3 separate regions of the Sus scrofa genome follow, and all the other regions are linked to region 3. Evidence: chromatin contacts called from public HiChIP or PLAC-seq data. All regions are on one chromosome and are shown on one strand. Each heading gives the region's core, a stretch centred on a gene start, on an enhancer-like site or on the middle of the called end of the contact. The rest is flanking DNA. Distances are from core to core; before and after follow the strand shown.

Region 1 (2,700 bases), core at 115-2,614, 170 kb before region 3:
CTGTGAGTTGTGGTGTAGTTTGAAGACGTGACTCAGACCTGGCATTGCTGTGGCTGTGGTGTAAGCTGGCAGCTACAGCTCTAATTAAACCCCCTAGCCTGGGAACCTCCATATGCCATGGGTGTGGCCCTACAAAATACAAAAAAAAAGACAAAAAAAAAAAAAAAAGGCAGCTTGAAATCAACAAACACTTATTATCTCACAGTTTCTGTGAGTCAGGACTCTGGGTGTTGTTTATGTGGGTCCTCTGGTACAGGGTGCCCCAGGCTGCAGTCTCACTGCCAGCTGGGCCTGCAGGGTCTCAAGGCTTGACTGGAGAAGGTATACTCCAAGGTCACTGCAATGGCTGTTAGCAGACCTCCGGGCCTCTGGCTGCCAGCTGCAGGGCTCAGTTTCTGGCCTCTCTTTAAGGCAGCTCTCAACATGGCAAGTCCTTCCCTCAGAAAGCAAAAAGGAGGACAGCTATGGACAGGTAGACAGTGGAATGAGATGGAAGCCACAAATGTTTTGTAACCTGTTCTTGGAAGTGATCTGTTTTCTCTTCCTAAGAAGTGAGTCCAGCCCAAGGCAGGTATTAGGGATTATATAAGAGTGTCAATACCAGGAGGCAGGGGTTATTGGGGACATTTTCTTTTCTTTTTGTTTTTCTTTCTTTCTTTTTTAGGGCTGCACCTGTGGCACATGGAAGTTCCCAGGCTAGGGGTTGAATTAGAGCTGCAGCTGCTGGCCTATGTCACAGTCACAGCAATGCCAGATCAGAGCTGCGTCTGTGACCTACACCACAGCTCATGGAAATGTTGCATCCTTAACCCACTGAGTGGGGCCAGGGATCGAACCCTCAACCTGATGGATACTAGTCGGGTTCCTTACTGCTGAGCCATGACAGGAACTCCAGGGGCCATTTATTTTGCCTACCACAGAAACCCAACCTGATGACCATTGCAGTCTTCAGATTTAAGTCCAAGTGACTCTCGGTTACCTTCAAAAACCAAATCCACCCTCAAAGAATAAAGAGGTACCACCACTGAGGATATTACAAAACAAAACTGCCATGCCCTCTTAAAATATTAAACATCTGACCAACTGAAGATTGTTATGTTCAAGAAGACAAAACACTGGGGTGTATACGATCTGATGACCCGAACTCCATCGGTTCGGTTCAAATTATGCTTTTGCTTTCACGATTAGGCTTTTTGCATGTTGGTAATTAGCAAAAATAAAAACATACTGTTTTCCAAAGTGAAAGTAGATTCTTTATGCGAATTGAGCTCCCACTGATTTCTACAGTCCTTGAGATGGACAGGAAAGACAGTGACTCCCTATGGCCATTTGGTTTGGTCACTTGAGTCCCTGGCAGGCAGCAGAGCTCTGAGTCAGTTCCTCTCTGCTACTCTGGACTGACCATGGCACAGCGGCCAAGGCAGATAGAACCCAGGCTGTGGGGTGCGGTGTGTCCACCTTGCTCTTTGTAAAGAGTTAGAATTAGAATTAGAAAATTCAGTTAGAATTATAAATTCTAGTTAGAATTAGAAAATTCAGTTCTCATCCTTTGAAATAAGGGAAGTTCATATTCAGAAACCTAGAGATACTGTGAACCAGGAAAAAAAGGGTAGCTTGCTTGGCTGGGTGCTCCAGATCCTGCTGGCTTCTGGTCAAACTTCAGGTTGCTGGTCAGAGCTATTCAAGGAATGCAAAGTGGAGAGTCCAGCTCTCCTAATGGGACCCAGAAGCAAGGCTAATTTCCTCTGCTCACCTACCCTGAATCCAACACATAATCCCACTCACTTTGCCCCAATAGCAGCTCCAGATTTTGGCCTCAGCCAAATTCTCCATTTCATCTAACTTGCTCCTGGTTCTAGCGATTAAGTCAGAGCTTTGTTCTAAGCACAAGTTTTTACTGATTGGGTCTTCTTATCTCTTTCTCTAAAGATAAGTTATATATTAGCAAGATTATTAAGGGGTGAGGCTGGGTTGGAAGGCAGAAAGTTTAACTCATTCATGACCAGAGCAGAAAGAAAGGAATACATTGGAGGAAGTGCTGGTTTTCTGTTGGCATTTGAGCAGGAAGGGGGTGCACAAGGGGCAGGAGAAGAAAGTCAGGGCAACTGCCTGGAACCTGTTTGCCTGTGTTGTTTGTGGAGGAAGCTGGAGCCTGAGGGTTGCCTCAGATTTCCACTCACAAACAGTGCAGAAGAGTGAGGACAGCAGAAATTAGCTTGTTGGTGGGAGTGGAAAGACCCATTTTTGTGAAGTTCAGGATTTTTTTTTAAATAAAAGTTTGTTCTCATAAACACTGTATATGTAAAAGTTTTATTTCAGGTAGTGAAGCAGATGTGTGTGCATGCATGTGTATACATGTGTATGTGCATGTGTACATGCATGTGCATGTGTGTGCATGCACACGTGTGATAGTGCCCTGTGGGGGACTGGAGGTGCCTTGTCTTCATTTTATGTGTCCTTTTTTTTGGCCATGCTCATGGCATGTGGAAGTTCCTGGGCCAGGGACTGAACCTCCGCCATACAGGAGTGACAACGCCGGATACTTAATCCTCTAGGCAACCAGGGAACACCTTCATTTCTGTGTCTTAAGGTCAATATAAGAAGTCTGTGCTGAAACTCTCTTAGCTAGTTACCTCCTCCCTTGTAACGAAAGCCCACAAAACATGACTTTGTACTTCTTTCCCCTGAAGCTAGAAGATG
Region 2 (2,700 bases), core at 35-2,534, 190 kb before region 3:
TTTCCCTTCCCTATGTACTAGGGATATTTTTTCTACATACTTGCTAAATAGTTTTTAAGACTTTTAATTTCTTTTCTTTTCTGGTTCTCTCTTTGAAGTAAAGTAAAAATTCAGGCAGATAGAAGCAAATGGAGATGTAAAGGACTAAGATTAAAAGGGGAAAAAATAAACTACCAGAATAATCAGTCCAGGAGAAACAGAGGTATCAGCATAGCTTGCAAATGCATATTTGGTAGCAGAGACAGAACACAGGTAGATACAATTAACTCTAACTTACTGGGGAGGGAGATGGGGGTGGATGGGATGGACAAGGGCAGGATGGAATGGAAGTCAAAGGGGGTGTCCCAAAGGTCAGCAGGCAGAAGTGTGATTTTCTAAGTCTGCATGAATATGTATGCCACATGTATCCCCAGAACGGAACCTCAGGTTGTTTTGTTTTTCTTTTTAGGGCTGCACCTGTGGCAGATGGAAGCTCCCAGTATAGGGGTCAAATTGGAGCCTCAGCTGTGGGCCTATGCCAGCCACCACAGCCTATGCCGGCCACAACCACAGCAATGCCAGGCCTGAGCCGCATCTGGGACCTTGCGGTAACACTGGATCCTGAGTCTACTGAGCAAGGCCAGGGATCAAACCCACATCCTCACAGACACTATGTTGGTTCTTAAACCACTGAGCCACAACAAGAACTCCCCTGATCCTCAGTTTTTAAGTGAGGAACTCAAAGGGTCAACACAAGGACAGCAGAAACTGGATAAACTCAGAGAGGGATGAACTTGGAAAGGATGGACTTGATCAAAGTCCCAGGCAAGAGCATTACAGTGACACTGGTCTTGAGTTCAGCTTGGTTTTAAAATAATTATCATAATACAAAACCTAACAGGCTCAAAACAATGTTCGTATTCATAACAATCCTAAGAATTGTATAATGCTTACAACTCTTTCCACGTGCTCTCTTGATGGTTATTTACTTTAATCTTGCCAGTGCCAAGGGCATGAAGATTAGGCATTGCTATCCCCATTTTACAGACGTGGGCGCCAAGGCCCAGAGCAGCTGTCCTCACTGCAGGCCGTGGATGCCAACACTCTAGCATTCAGTGATTCGCAGCATGTTCTCTGATTTGCTTGCAAATACTGTCCTGTGCAGAGGTCCTGTCCTGTTGCTGTCTTCCTCTACAGATGACAGGGAGATGATTCAGAGGAGAGCCCTCAAGCTGACCAGCTCTCTGGATGGGCCTCTCGCCTTGCACAAGCCTGGGTCCGCGGCTGCTGGAGGATTTGTTCCTAACCGCCCCTTCATTCCATCCCAAGCATAGATTTCCTGTCTCGATAAGAGGAGCCTGGCTCTGAGAAGTGGGTGTGGAGTTGCTGAAAAGAAAGTTCTCAGTTTGTCTTCTGGAGCCACAGTGAAGAGTCTCAGCTATGGGTCCTCATGCAGCTGCTGGAACTTATCCAGTGAGTTTTCTGTGGCAAATGACCCCAAAGGCTTTACAAAGGGAATAGCTTGCAGATGTGGGCATGATAACCTGCAAAGCACGACTTAAATATAATAATTGTCTCTAGTCTGCTCTTAACTGTGGCGACAGAGTTTCTACTATGTCATTAGGGAAGGAATTTGCAAGTCTTGGAATACACTAAGCGAAGCTTCTGGCATCTGCCGTTTTTAACAAAGTTAATTGGCTTCTGACCAAAAGAGGGGGGTTAAAGTATGTGGGAATAGGAAAGAACTAACATAAATGAAAGTCAAAGAGTGCCCAAAAGCTAAAAAAAGGGGTTTTGTTGCTATTGTTATTGAGGTTAAAGATCATCATTTTATCTCTTTGTGCTTGCCCATTGTCTTTTTTTTTTTTTTTTTTGGTTCTGGTTTTCTGTTATCTTTCTCAGTGAAATAACTGCAATTGAAAGGTAAACATTTGCTTTGCAGCCTTTCTTACTAGCCCGCCTCCCTGGCCCTAACTAGCAAAGCCAAGCAAGAAAAGATCCATTGAACTTTAGGGATGGATGAAATTTAGCCACTATCCAGTCCAATCTCCCACCTAACAAGGATATTTCCTCCCCTAATCCTTGGCGGGTGGTCCTCCAGACTCCCTACATTCCAAGGCCTGATATTTGGACGACAGTTACTACCATTAAAATATTATCTTGGATTTTTATTACTCGCAGGTTCTAGTTTTATCCTCTAGAACTAGATAGGGCTAGTTTAGTTAGTTTTTTTTTTTTAATATCACAAATATTTCATTGGGAAAAGTTATACCTCCCTTACAGGCAGAACAACTAATAAGTTTTGTCTTGGTTACCAATTCCAAATAGATTGGACTGTGGCTGCCTGGAGAGCTATGCTGGGCAAATGCCATAGGAAAGAGAATCATGATTGATCAATAATGTCTGCCCTGGACAAAAGAAGAAAGAGTGATGGTACAGATGGTGCATGCTTTCAGACTTTGTCCTTAAATGTAACGGAATCATTGGGCACCCTTGAGCCCTTAAATTGTTCTTTATATACCATGGGTAGAGTCTTTACGCTCATGGCTGATTTTCTATAAATATTCCTCTTGAAAAATAACTCCCGAAAGTGAACATAATCCTCCTGATGTGGTCTGACTATATCAGAAAACAATAGGACTATGATATCCATTAAAACACATTACCATCAATGTGGTAAACATTTGGGTCTCTTTGTGTGACTCATATAGAGCATGTGGC
Region 3 (2,700 bases), core at 162-2,661:
TCTGTAGCAGGTTGTACATGTGTCAGGCTCTGGTGAGGAGAGGAATGGAGGCATTTCCATCACTTATTGCCACCTTTGCGTGGAAGATCATTTGAACCTCTGTATTCAGACTACTATCTCCGTGATTTACCAATTGCTATCACTGAGGTGCACATTAGCTGAGGGAGAGGAAACCAGAACACTAGGTCATAGCTGTTTGTTTTCAAAGGAAATTTCTTAGTGTGTTTTTATGGCAAGAGGGAGAAAAAGTGTTAACATGGCTTCTAATGAAGTCAGATATTTAAATGAATGACTAATGTGTTTTGTAGAGAAAAATAAACCAATAAATGATTTTTTGAAGGTTAATTAGACCTACCTCATAAGGGGGGTTGTAAGGATTAAATCAGATTGTGTACAGAAAGCACGTAGCTCAGAGACGGGCGCATATCAAAGGTTCATAAATGGTGGTTATTGTTCCTATTGTATAGCACAGGGAACTATATCTATTCTCTTGTGATAGAACATGATCGAAGATAGTATGAAAAAAAGAATGTATATCTATGTGCACAACTGAGTCACTTTGCTATATAGCAGAAATTGGCACAACATTGTAAATCAATTATAATTTTTAAGAAAATCATGGACTTGGAAAGTAGACTTGTGGTTGCCCAGGGGGAGGGGAGGGAGTGGGATGGATGGGGTGCTTGGGGTTAATAGATGCAGACTATTACCTTTGGAATGGATTAGCAATGAGATCCTGCTGTGTAGCACTGGTCACTTATGATGGAGTATGATAATGTGAAAAAAAAATGTATGCATGTATGTGTAACTCAGTCACCATGGTGTACAGTAGAAAATTGACAGAACACTGTAAACCAGCTATAATGGAAAAAAATTAAAAATCATTATATATATAAAAAATGATGGCTATTGTTATCATTACCAAGGGGACCTCTGGCACATGTGGGAATGCCCCCTCCATGTGAGCAATCTCTTTGTACTGCCCTTCCCCGTGCTCTCTGCCCCTTCTTGACTCAGGAATAGGTGATCGGAGCTCTGCCTGGCCAAAGATGAGGGGCTGAGGATGAGTGATTTCCTCTGCAGCAAACACAAATGTTTGGGCTCCCTATTTCCTGCCTGTGGTTTTGCACACCCTTAAAGGAACAGTCATCCCCACTAATGCCATTTCTTCCTCCCTCTCATTGCTTTGCTGGTGCCTAATGATGGCTATGTGGTTTGGGCTGCAGCAAATGTGTTCCCCAGGGGTTTTCTCCTTAGTACTATACAGCAGCACATGCAACACTTTGACTTTCTTATGTTTGTTGCAACAATAAGAACAAGTGATAAAATACAGTAAGGGGATCTGGATTGTATACAGAGAAACAGAAAAGTCAAGGAGGAAAATACACTTTTTTTTTAATGAGTCAGACACTATAACCACATTTCTTGGCTAACCAGTCATTTGATGCATAGACATTTAAAATCAGGAAGAGCCTGTTCTAACCATAGCAGTTGTATAGGGGGCTTCTTCCATGACTGTGTCATGTCACCAGCTCTGACCCACCAGCAGACTTTCTGCCCTGGGCTGCATCAGACACTCCCAAAGTGTTTTCATGCCCTCTTCATCATCGTTGTTATTCTTGTTACCAAAAAACACTACTTTTGCTTTCTGTTTGAAAGAACACTCCAATAGGCAAAATTTGTGAGCAGTCAGATCCCTGCCCTCAAAATGAATTTACGATATAAAGATGAGAGCAAGGGGTGGGCAACTCTGAATAAAACATAATGTCCAAATAAGCAGTGCTACACTGACTTTCAGAAGGACCTGTTTTCAAATGAAGCAAATGCTTGATGGGGAAACAGGTGAGTGGGGGAGTTTCTGTGGCATCATCTTTTGTTTCTGCTGACCAATTTGATTCTCACAACTACTGTTTCTGTGTAGTGAAAGGGGTCAAAAAAAGATCTTTCCAATGGAAGTTCATAAAGAGAGTTATTGTAGGAGTGACTCGTGAGTAGAGTTCCTTATCTTGGATAATGTAATATTTCCTCTTGATAGAATCAGCTTGTTCTGCCAAGAGAAGCTGAGGGAGTGATTGGGAGTTTTTGCATATTATGTAAGCGAGTTTATTTTGGGAGCTTTGGGTATGGTGTGCTGCTGCCTTTAACCACATCTGCTCTATTTCCATAATGGCCACTTCATTCCTGGGCTGCGTGGAACACAGCCTACATTAGTGCTGGGTGAGCAGCCATTAGTAAGTGGTGGTGAGGCTCCAAAATTAGTGAGATGCTCCAGTGTCAGTGTTGAACTCTGCCCAGAAATACGCTACTGGTTTGGAAATTTAAAGAAAATAAATTTATCTATTGCATTTGGATTCCCACTCACAAGTGCATCTAACCACCCCTTACTTTATTCAGCTTTTCTTTCTGGGTGAAAGTCTCTATATTTTCTACTTTATTCAGTTAAAATAAGTATTGACCAGCCTTTTTTCATAGGCAAGTTCTGTATTCTCCAAACTTAAACCCCTAAATAATACGGTGTTGTGTTTGAGACATTTATGTATCTCCCAGGTTTTCTCAGGCCTATTGGTGCATACTTCTCTCTCCTTTATCAGGCTCTGCAGCTTACTTATTTTTTTTTTTTCAGGGCTGCACCTGTGGCATATAAAGTTTCCCAGGCTAGGGTTTGAACTGGAGCTATAGCCAGTGGCCTACGCCACAGCC

The links. HiChIP or PLAC-seq counts read pairs in DNA pulled down with a chosen protein or histone mark.
Region 1: a contact with region 3 is called in an H3K27ac HiChIP or PLAC-seq map of alveolar macrophages. The contact joins two enhancer-like sites. A contact is called at or near these places in 2 of 2 datasets of contacts at active chromatin or transcription factors (alveolar macrophages and skeletal muscle).
Region 2: a contact with region 3 is called in an H3K27ac HiChIP or PLAC-seq map of alveolar macrophages. The contact joins two enhancer-like sites.

The regions. Positions count from the first base shown.
Region 1 is chr16:46,291,130-46,293,829 of Sscrofa11.1, reverse strand. No RefSeq gene overlaps it. Among named protein-coding and RNA genes, the nearest start is that of PIK3R1, 140 kb to the left of the region's middle. Within about 2 kb of position 1,364, at least 19 of the 83 cell types and tissues checked have an H3K27ac peak or open chromatin away from gene starts, as enhancers often do. A contact at or near this core is called in alveolar macrophages, where this site is marked.
Region 2 is chr16:46,307,990-46,310,689 of Sscrofa11.1, reverse strand. No RefSeq gene overlaps it. Among named protein-coding and RNA genes, the nearest start is that of PIK3R1, 130 kb to the left of the region's middle. Within about 2 kb of position 1,284, at least 13 of the 83 cell types and tissues checked have an H3K27ac peak or open chromatin away from gene starts, as enhancers often do. A contact at or near this core is called in alveolar macrophages, where this site is marked.
Region 3 is chr16:46,117,297-46,119,996 of Sscrofa11.1, reverse strand. No RefSeq gene overlaps it. Among named protein-coding and RNA genes, the nearest start is that of PIK3R1, 320 kb to the left of the region's middle. Within about 2 kb of position 1,411, at least 6 of the 83 cell types and tissues checked have an H3K27ac peak or open chromatin away from gene starts, as enhancers often do. A contact at or near this core is called in alveolar macrophages, where this site is marked.